Regions from separate parts of the Rattus norvegicus genome. Here region 2 is linked to region 1. The links are chromatin contacts, called in public Hi-C maps. All regions are on one chromosome and are shown on one strand. Each heading gives the region's core, a stretch centred on a gene start, on an enhancer-like site or on the middle of the called end of the contact. The rest is flanking DNA. Distances are from core to core; before and after follow the strand shown.

Region 1 (4,483 bases), core at 1,225-3,724:
GTGTGTGTGTGTGTGTGTGTGTGTGTGTGTGTGTGTGTGTGTGTGTGCGCGCGCACACACATATGGGAGTGTTCAAAAGAGACCTTTCAGGAGTGCTGTCTCTGTCCACCTCAACTCAGGGGCAGTGTGTGTGGCTTAACAGTAAAGTGCTTAGGCATCACGTACAAGGCTCCAGTTCTTCGGCCAATGCTGCCATACAAAATAAGGTCACACGGTTGGAAGTAGCCACGGAAGCCATTGCTCTTGTTCCTTGGGAAGTTCTAGTCCCCTCTCCCTACATACAGCCCCCACTGACTCTGTTACCTCTGCCCCCAGGCCATACTGTTTAGTGTAGACAAACATGGCCAGGTCATCGAAGAGTCGCAAGACAGTCCTGCAGTGACTGAGCTGGGCTGACACCACCAGCAAGCGCCGTCCCACTTCGGACCTGCTGGGACACTGTTCCACTAGGACCCCACCGATGAGCTGGCAGCCATACCCCAGTGTCCGGATCTGTGGGAGACCAGAAGCAGTTACCACGGTCCCAATCATGGCTGAGCTGCAATCCCCACCACACACGCAGCCCTTTAGGATGGAACCTGGAAAGAGTTGGAAGAGTTGCTGGCCATGGTGGCTCAAGTCTATATTTCTCAGTACTTGAGACTGAGGCAGGAGGATCACCCCCAAGTTCAAAGCTAGCCTGGGCTACCCGGTCTCAAAAAACCAGGAAGTTGTAAGAGTTAAACTTGCAATCCAATCTGAAAGGTTTTTATCTTCTTTTCTTATGCTTGCTGAGGCTGGCCGCCAGTTTCACCTCACTCACCACATAGCCAGCAAGTCACCATCATTCCCCTGCCTCAGCATCCACAGGCTGTAATAACAAGCATGAGGCACTAAACCTGGCTAAAACAGAAACCCTCTCTCTCTCTCTCTCTCTCTCTCTCTCTCTCTCTCTCTCTCTCTCTCTGTCTCAATTTATTTATTATATGTACACTGACGCTGTCTTCAGACACACCAGAAGAGGGCATCGGCATCGGATCCCATTACAGATGGTTGTGAGCCATCATGTGGTTGCTGGGATTTGAACTCAGGACCTCTAGAAGAGCAATCAGTGCTCTAACCACTGAGCAATCTCTCCAGACCCCCCCCCCTTCCTTTTCTTTAAAGATGTAACTTTATTGTGGTTGTTAATTTGAGATGAGGTCTCACATAGCCCAGGCTAGCCAGACATTGGTCATGATTAGAATTCCTAATCCTCCTGCTTCCACCTCCCAAACTCTGGAATGAGAGGTGTACAGCAACACATCCGGTGTGCGGGGGACTGAGACCAAGTCCTCCTGCATGCTACATAAGCACTCTACCAACTGAGCCAACATCCCAGGCTCAGAGGTTAAGATGAGAGCTTAATTCATCAGAATTCAAAAGGGGCCACATAGCCAGGTGGTGAGGCACACCTGTCATCATAGCCAGTACTCGAGGAGCTGAGGCAGAAGGACAAGAAAGTTCAAGGTCAGCCGGAGCAACAAGGTAAGGTATAGGTAACCTGAACTATAGAACTGAACTACATAACAAGGCCCTGTTTCAACAAAGACAGAAGACAGAGGGGGAAGGGAAAGTGGGGAAAAGAGTTGTCATGGAGAGTCCCATTGGAGTGTCAGCTCAGTCACCAGTGGTTGAAATGACAGGTTCAATGGAAACAAAACTACCACCTCCTAGGCACTCCTTTGCCCATAGACAGGGGCACAAGGCTCTTCCCACCCTAGCCATGCCTTCAGCAGGACTGAAAGAGCAGTCTTGGAGGCAAAACAGCAATTTGCCTGAAAGGCTTTAGAGAGGAGGCCATTCAATAAGAGACTTACAACAGACTTACAATGGGGAAATTCAGCAGGCTCACTACCCTTGTATCTTTGTTTCTTTTTCTCTCTTTCTTTCTTTCTTTCTTTTTTTTTTTTTTTTTTTTTTTTTTTTTGAGACAAGGTATCACGTAGCCCAGGCTGGCCTTGAACTACTGTTCTTTCCATTAAGAGTGCCGAGATCACAGGCCTGTACCAACATACCTGGTTTATGCGGTGCTGAGGACGAACCTTAAAGTTTCATCTATGCTAGGAAAGCAGTGGGCTACAATCCCAGATCTTTCACTATTTCATTTGCTGGTCAGAAATTACTAGTCGCAAGCTGTGTGTGACGATGGCACACACCTGTAAGGCCAGCACACACTTGTAAGGCCAGCAATTCGGGAGGCTGAGGTAGGAGGTTCTCATGTAAGACACCAGCCTGCCGATATCGGTCCCTTTAGGACCCCCTCTCTGGCCTGTTTTCCTCATCTCTGAGTCCTGACCAAACTCCAGGTCACTCCGGTCCCGCCACGGCCCCACGCTTCCTCTCACCAGGCGGTCCCGGCCCCTGTAGGACTCCAGCGCGGAAGCCAGACCGTTCAGCAGAGCCATGGCAACTCGATCGTGACGTCACCCGGGGCGGGGCCAAACTCCTTTCCGAAAGGTCCGAAGGTCGGCGCAGGCGCAACTGCCCGCCCTTTGTCCCAGTCCTGGTACCTTGTAGGCGAGCTAACCCGAACCCAGTTTGCAAAATGTATTGCTGCCACGTATGTACTCCCTGCCCATGGGCACCCAGAATGACCTTTAAAGCCCGTTGCAATTCGCTCCACGGCTGCTTAGGCAATTCCACAAGCAAAATGTTTCAAAAATTAATTCATTGTCCGCAGGGGGAAAAAATGCAAGTCAAAGCTCTTGTCAGACCCACACAAAGGGATTTCTCCTTCACTTGTAGGCTTCAAGTACCTGCTGTATCAGCTTGTCGGTCTGAGCCTCTGCGACTGGTGTCCTCTCATAAGGCATCTTGATTTTCATCTTCTTTGAGGAGTGATTAGATTTTTTTTTATTGTTGCCTTTTTTTTTTTTTTTTTAACTCAAGCTGTCCTTGAGCTCACCAAGTACTCAAACTGGCCTTACACTCCTTATTCAGTCTCCCAAGTGTTGGATGACAGGCATGTGGCACAAGGCCCCAAGACATCATAGATGTCACCAGGCTACTGGCACTTTAGAAGAAAAATTGAACCGGACGAGTACCTTTAATTCAAGCATTCAGGGGACAGGGGGCGGCAGAGGTTCTCAGTGAGTTCGAGGCCAGCCAGATCTACATAGGGAGCACGGGGCCAGCAGGATGGCACAATGGGTAGAGGCACATGTAGGTCAGGCCTGGAGACACCAGTTCCACCCTTGGGACTGGCATGGTCGAAGGTAAGAACTGACTGTGGGCAAGCTGTCCTCTGACCATGGTTACAGCCCGCGCTTGCACGCCTGCGCATGTGCGTGTGCGTGTGTGTAAAAGCAACTACAAAATATCCAAAGTTCTCTTCCACTCTTCCTTCCAGGAAGGACAAAAGTCAATCACTTAAAGGTGCTCGATCCACATCTATCAGGACACCGCACCAGAGGATTCACTTTAACCAGCCTGTTTTGTTTCGTTTTGTTTAGAGGGGGAAAAACACAAGTATTTTGAGGATTTGTTTTGAAACAGGATTTTATGTAGTCCAAGCTGGACCCCAAGTGAATTAATTTGTAGCCAAGACTGGCCTTGGACTCCTTATCCTCCTGCCTCCACCTCAAAAGTGCTGGCGTGACAGGTGTGTGTCACCAAGTCCGGTTTGTGCCGTGCTGGGATGGAACCCAAAGCTTTCTGCGTGCTAGGCTAATGTCCTACCTACTGAACAGCAGTCACAGCCCCGCCCCCGCCACATACACACACAGGAGCAGAATGAAGTGACAAAGAAAAGTCTCTCAGGGTGGTGAGTTATGCGTAGGCGGTTAAAGCCTAGATAAAGGTCAGGTAGTAAAGCTTACTGGGTAGGAGGTTGGGAATCTAGCTCAGTTAGAAAAGGAAAGATGGAGACTCCAGCAAAGGAATGATTTCACTCTGGTCTAACGTGGTGAAGCAGTGAGTTTATTGAGGTTTCTAACAGGAGCAGGGGTGATGCAAAAAGCTCTGAAAAGCTGCCCCAGGCTGGAGGACGACTGTGAAAGCCTAGAGCTTCCTGTTTGACTGGTAGGCAGCCTACCTATTCGGACAGTGTCCTCTCGCCATCAGCTCTGTGTGTGCGTGTGTGTGAGTGTGTGTATACGTGTGCACGTGAGGTGTGCTCATGTGAGCATAGGCTCTCAAGACTGTGTGTATGGGGGCCTCAGAGGCAGAAGCATTGAACCCCCTGGAGCTAGCTATGAGCTGCCTGAGGACGTAGGACTGAAAACGAATTTGGTCCTCTGGAGGAGACATATGAGCTTAAAACTCCTTGGCCATCTCTTCAGCCCTTGTTTGTTTCTGTAAGAGTGGTTTCTCAGCCCTTCTGATACTGCAACCCTTTAGTACAGTTCCTCATGTTGTGGTAACTCCAACCATAACATTATTTCTTTGCTACTTCATAAGTGTCATTTTGCTACTGTTATAAATTATAATGTAAATATCTGATATGCAGGATATCTGATATGCG
Region 2 (4,845 bases), core at 142-2,641, 62 kb after region 1:
CACACACACGTACATGCATGTGCACTTGTGCATGCACGTGAACACACACACACACACACACACACACACACACACACACACACACACAGAGCTAATATCCATAACTGTCCAAAAGTCAGTGTGGCTAGGTGGCTGCTTCGAACATCACCTTCATCTCCTGAGAATTCTAGATTGGAGAGACGGGAGCCCAAGGAAGAACTTGTAGAAGGGAACATCCAAAGACTGGTAGGCAGAAAGGGCTTGGAGAAATAGTGGCAGTGCCAGGAAGTTATGGGGGGAGGGGGAGGATTTTACTGGGACTCTCCTCATTCTAAGTCACTGGTAGCAGATGTGTGCACTCTTCCCCATGTGGATGGATCTGTAGCCGAACTGCAGGTACCTTACTGTCACCCAGGCCCCAAGCAGCCACACTCAGTCTTGCCGGAACACCTAAATATCACACACATTCAGTACCTTTGGATGTAGTTCAGCCCTTATGCCCATTAACCGGTGTCACATTGCTCCAGCCGAGAAGTTGGATTGCTAAATCCAGTCTAGGCCTCTGGCCTGCAGCAGAGGGCACTAAACTAAGCCCGAGCGAGACCTGTGGCCACCCACATCCAGGCATAGGGAAGATTTCTACAGTGAAGCAAGCCACAAAGCAAAGGTCCAGAAGTGAGACCCAGAGTGGTCACATTGGAGAAACAGCAGGACATCCAGTCGACTGGACCAAACGCTTTCGAGGTCCGGGCATTCATGCTGGGTCCCGGGAACCATCTCTTTCCAGCACCCAGGAGGCACTGGCACAGAGAAGAGTGAGCTCCAGGCCTACATTGAGCAGTGCCAGGATAGCCCCACGTCTGGCAAGTTCCGTCGTGGAAGTGGCTCCACTTGTAGCCTTCTGTGCTGCTGTGGAAGGTTGGAACCCCAGGTCTGGGTTGCGTATTAACAGGGGCAGGGGAAGAAGTGCGTGCCAGAGAGACCCGATGCCCCTTCTTTCCATTTCTCTCTTCCAGGAACTCTCCGGAGGACCATTCACTGCTGGTGAACTGATCCAAGATGATTGCCACTAGACTTTATCCCCATGTACTGCTGGGACCCCAGCTTATTTATTTTTAGAATTCGCTTTAAAAGATCTGCTTCTGACAGGCCTTGTGAGGGCTTGGGCAGATCGAATCGGACACTGGGGAAGGGAGGGCATGGAGGGTGGCTGTTAAATAAAAGGGAACATAAATGCGGTGGTCTAATTTGTAACTGGTGAGGCAGCCCTTTCATAAATTGTCAGCTCCTTTAAGAGGCCGCCACACTAGGCATGGCTGGCGCAGTGCGACCTTCCAACCATGGCGGGAGGCGGGGATGGGGCGTGCCCTGCAGCAGAATAATTTAAAGGTGCCGCGTCCGAGGCGGCGGACAGAAAACTAGGGGTGTTGGCCGACGCTGGGTGGACCTGGTTGCAGCTCCTGAGTGGTCCGAGTTTCCATTGATGGAGCAAAGGTGTTCCTTCGAGGACCATTAGCAAGCTTCGGCTTTGCCCCTGATCGATTTGTCCTGATTCCGGGTAGGTCCCGACTTTTTGATGCTCCAATACTACCCCACCCCCATCCCTAAGTTCCTGGTCCCGGTGTTTCCGCATCGCTAGCCAGATTCGACCTGGAGTACGGAAAGGGAGTAGTCGATCTTAACAATCTTCCAGGTAACATCTTAGGGCCTTGCAACCCCTCTAAATTTCCACGAATAGTCTAAAGGCACCAAAAAGGTCTCCAGCGTCCCAGAAGAGTCCCGGTAGCATTCCTACCTCCCTCGGTCTCTTCCTGGAAGCTCCTAGACTCCTTAGTAGTAGGTGTATCTCCAGATCTCAGTAACTTTCCAGTGCATCGTTCCTTCCTTCAACCCTCCCCCTAATTCCGGCGTCCCTGGTTACACCTCCTGCACCATCCCACTAATCGCAGGATGCTCCTCACCGCGAGACCCGGTAACTTTCCCTTTACGTGAGAGTGAAATCTCCAAGCTTAAGCCTATAACACTTGGGAGCTCACCTTACACCGATTGCCCTAGAGCCCCCTTTTCAATAGATCCCACAGAAGTGCTCCTCTACGCCCCAGCTTCCTTGATGGGGCAGGCTTGGGTCAGGAGCCCGAAGTCCAATGGTCGCCTCAGCCTCCTGGCTTACAGGTCCTGGTTTCTCCTGGAGTGGGACAGAGAGTCTTTACGGGGTGTAGGAGGGGGTCTCGCCTGAGGGTATCAAGAGTAGTCAGACTTATGGAAGGCCGGGCTAAGGAAGGAGCCACTGCCAGAAGAGAACATGGCTTAAGGGCACCTGCAGCGAGCTGCTAACTGTGGGTGGCAGGACCGCTACCCTTTGGCCACTGGGTGCAGGCGCTGGGGAGTCTGGTCGGCCTTATGTGTAAGTGAAGTAGATCAAGGAACTGGGGCCGGTCTCACCCCTTGATCTAGGCTGGGTGGTCAATTTGCCCCTATCCTTCTGTCTAGCAGTACCCCCTCTAGACGCTCTCACCCCAACCCCGGCGGATGGAGTCACTCCTGCCAAAGGTATCTAGGGGGCGTGGCTTTTGAGACGAGATAGGGGAAGAGCTTGTGGTCAGGGCTGGGTAGGTTTGATTGACATCTTCTTCTGGTCCCTTCTGCTCCTCGATTTCCAGGACTGCAGGCTACCAGACCTGCTCCCTAGTCCGAAACAATCAATGGAGGCCCCACTGCAAACCGGAATGGTAAGGGTTGGGGAATTTTTGCACCGGACTACAACTCCCGGCGGGCTTGCGGCACACCACGCGATTCTCTCTTCGAGAACCGTGTGTGAGGACGAAACTACGTTTCCCGGCATGCATCACGGGATACCTAGTCTCTGGGAAGGTTTAGTCGCTCCCCCCGCCCCCGTAGGAGGTGGGAAGGAAACAGGCATTGACCCATTCTGCAGATGGGGACACCGAGTCACGAGCTGAATACGACCTCCTCCGGGTCAGAGGTGATTCGAAAGGCCCTGGAGGAGGGCTTGGGGCGACGGATATGCGTTGCCCAGCCTGTGCCGTTCGTTCCGCAGGTGCTGGGCGTGATGATCGGGGCCGGAGTGGCGGTGCTGGTCACCGCCGTACTCATCCTCTTGGTGGTGCGAAGGCTACGGGTGCAAAGTGAGGATTCGAAGGGCCGTTCTCGGGGAATACTATAGGGATGGAGGGGGAGCTGCTGTACCCGGAGACACCAAGCGGCTGGGGTGGGGAATTTGTTGAAGCCTGCGCGGAGATCAAAGCGCCGTCTCCCTCCCCCTCCCCCAATCCCTAGAAACTCCAGCCCCGGAGGGTCCCCGGTATCGGTTCCGGAAGCGGGACAAAGTGCTTTTCTATGGCCGGAAGATTATGCGGAAGGTGAGTTCCAAGACCTGGCTGAGCACAGAGGACCTGCCCTTTCCCTATTTACACTTATTAGTGGACAGCTCTGCCTTTATTAAGGTCTCCTTGGATCTGCCCTTCCTCTCTCTCCAATTGACTCAATATTCTAAATTCTCCCAGGTGTCACAATCCACTTCTTCCCTGGTGGACACATCAGTCTCCACCACTTCCCGACCCCGCATGAAGAAGAAACTGAAGATGCTTAACATTGCCAAGAAGTAAGGCTGACACTGAGTGTATTGGGTGCCAGACGGGTCAACCCACACCGTGGTTTTTGTATTTCAGAGTTCTTGAATCATGTGGGCTGTCTGGGGAAATAGTCCCACAGCAGAGGGACATCTCAAAGCCCTCTCTTGGTAGGGGCTATCATCAGAGTTCTGCCATCCCAGACATGAAACTTCTGGTGTGGGCATGCTTGTCACTTAAGGCTTGTTTCATAATGTTTCCCTGTCCCTGGAGACTATCTACAGCGGAAGATTTAGAAATCTACACCTGCTGTCTTGCCATAGTGGAGTTTATTCAAGGTGGCTTGTTGCAGTTATCTCAGATCTGGCTGGCTGGAGGGGCTGTTCCACAATTCTTTTCTCCAGGGGCATCATTCTGTTCAGACAGGAAAGCATCTCTCTGGAGTTGTCAAGTAGTGTGTGTGTGTGTGTGTGTGTGTGTGTGGTGTTGGTGGTGTTGTGGGGCTATCTCAAGTACAGTGTGTGTTGTTATTGGTAGTGGTGGTGGGGGCTACCTCAAGTAGTGTGTGTGTGTGTGTTGTTGTTGTTGTTATTATTATTGTTGTTGTTGTTTGCTTGGGTTTGTTTTGTTTTTTGAGACAAGGTTTTATTTAACCCAGGCTGGCCTCGAACTTTCCGTATGGCCAAGACTGACATTGACTCCTTTGTATTGGGATTATAGGCATGTGTCCCTATGCCTGGTTTATATGTTCCTGAGGGTTAAATTCAAGGCTTTTTTCCATGCCAGGCCAGCACGCTGCTAACTGAGCCACATCCCCATTCATTCATTCACTCATTCACTCATTCATTCATTCACTCATTTTTTTGCAGCAAGCACTCTGTCATTGAACTGTATCAGAAGCCCTTGCTTCGGTTAAATTTTTTATTATTTAAATCGTATTGATTGTGGATGTGTTTGTATGTGGTATGTACGTCTTATAGCATGCACCACGTGGGTGTCAGGGATCGGATGAGTTCAAGGTTGTAAGGCTTGGCAGAAAGCCCCTTTACCCACAAGCCATCTTGCTGGCCCTACTCTTTTGTTTTTCCAGTGTATTTTATTTACTTGGTGGTACACCATAGTGTCAAACTCAGAGACTGGCCATGGTAGACAAACATATTTATCAGTGAGCTCCACTTAAGCTCTATACCTTTTTTATGCAGGTTGGCCTTGAACTTTCTCTATAGCCCAGGCAGGCTTTGAACTTGCCATTCTTCTTTCTCAGCTTGCTGGGTAA

What was found. A called contact is a pair of places that touch in the nucleus more often than the background predicts.
Region 2: a Hi-C map of kidney shows a contact between it and region 1, with 2.0 times the contacts expected there. The contact joins the promoter of Pnpla6 here to the promoter of Pex11g in region 1. A contact is called at or near these places in 1 of 12 Hi-C or Micro-C datasets (kidney) and 1 of 1 datasets of contacts at active chromatin or transcription factors (oligodendrocytes).

Annotation. Positions count from the first base shown.
Region 1 is chr12:6,307,912-6,312,394 of GRCr8, forward strand. It overlaps Pex11g (peroxisomal biogenesis factor 11 gamma), which reads right to left and starts at 2,475. Exons shown (of 5, transcript NM_001105902.1): 1 at 2,367-2,475; 2 at 304-492. The coding sequence starts at 2,426.
Region 2 is chr12:6,370,920-6,375,764 of GRCr8, forward strand. Pnpla6 (patatin-like phospholipase domain containing 6) reads left to right here and starts at 1,392. Exons shown (of 35, transcript NM_001427128.1): 1 at 1,392-1,537; 2 at 2,473-2,529; 3 at 2,640-2,708; 4 at 3,038-3,125; 5 at 3,277-3,359; 6 at 3,504-3,601. The coding sequence starts at 2,509. Mcoln1 (mucolipin TRP cation channel 1) reads left to right here. Exons shown (of 14, transcript NM_001105903.1): 13 at 767-897; 14 at 996-1,232. The coding sequence ends at 1,032. It overlaps LOC120095868 (a long non-coding RNA gene), which reads right to left and starts at 2,717. Exons shown (of 2, transcript XR_005491754.2): 1 at 2,016-2,717; 2 at 1,055-1,629.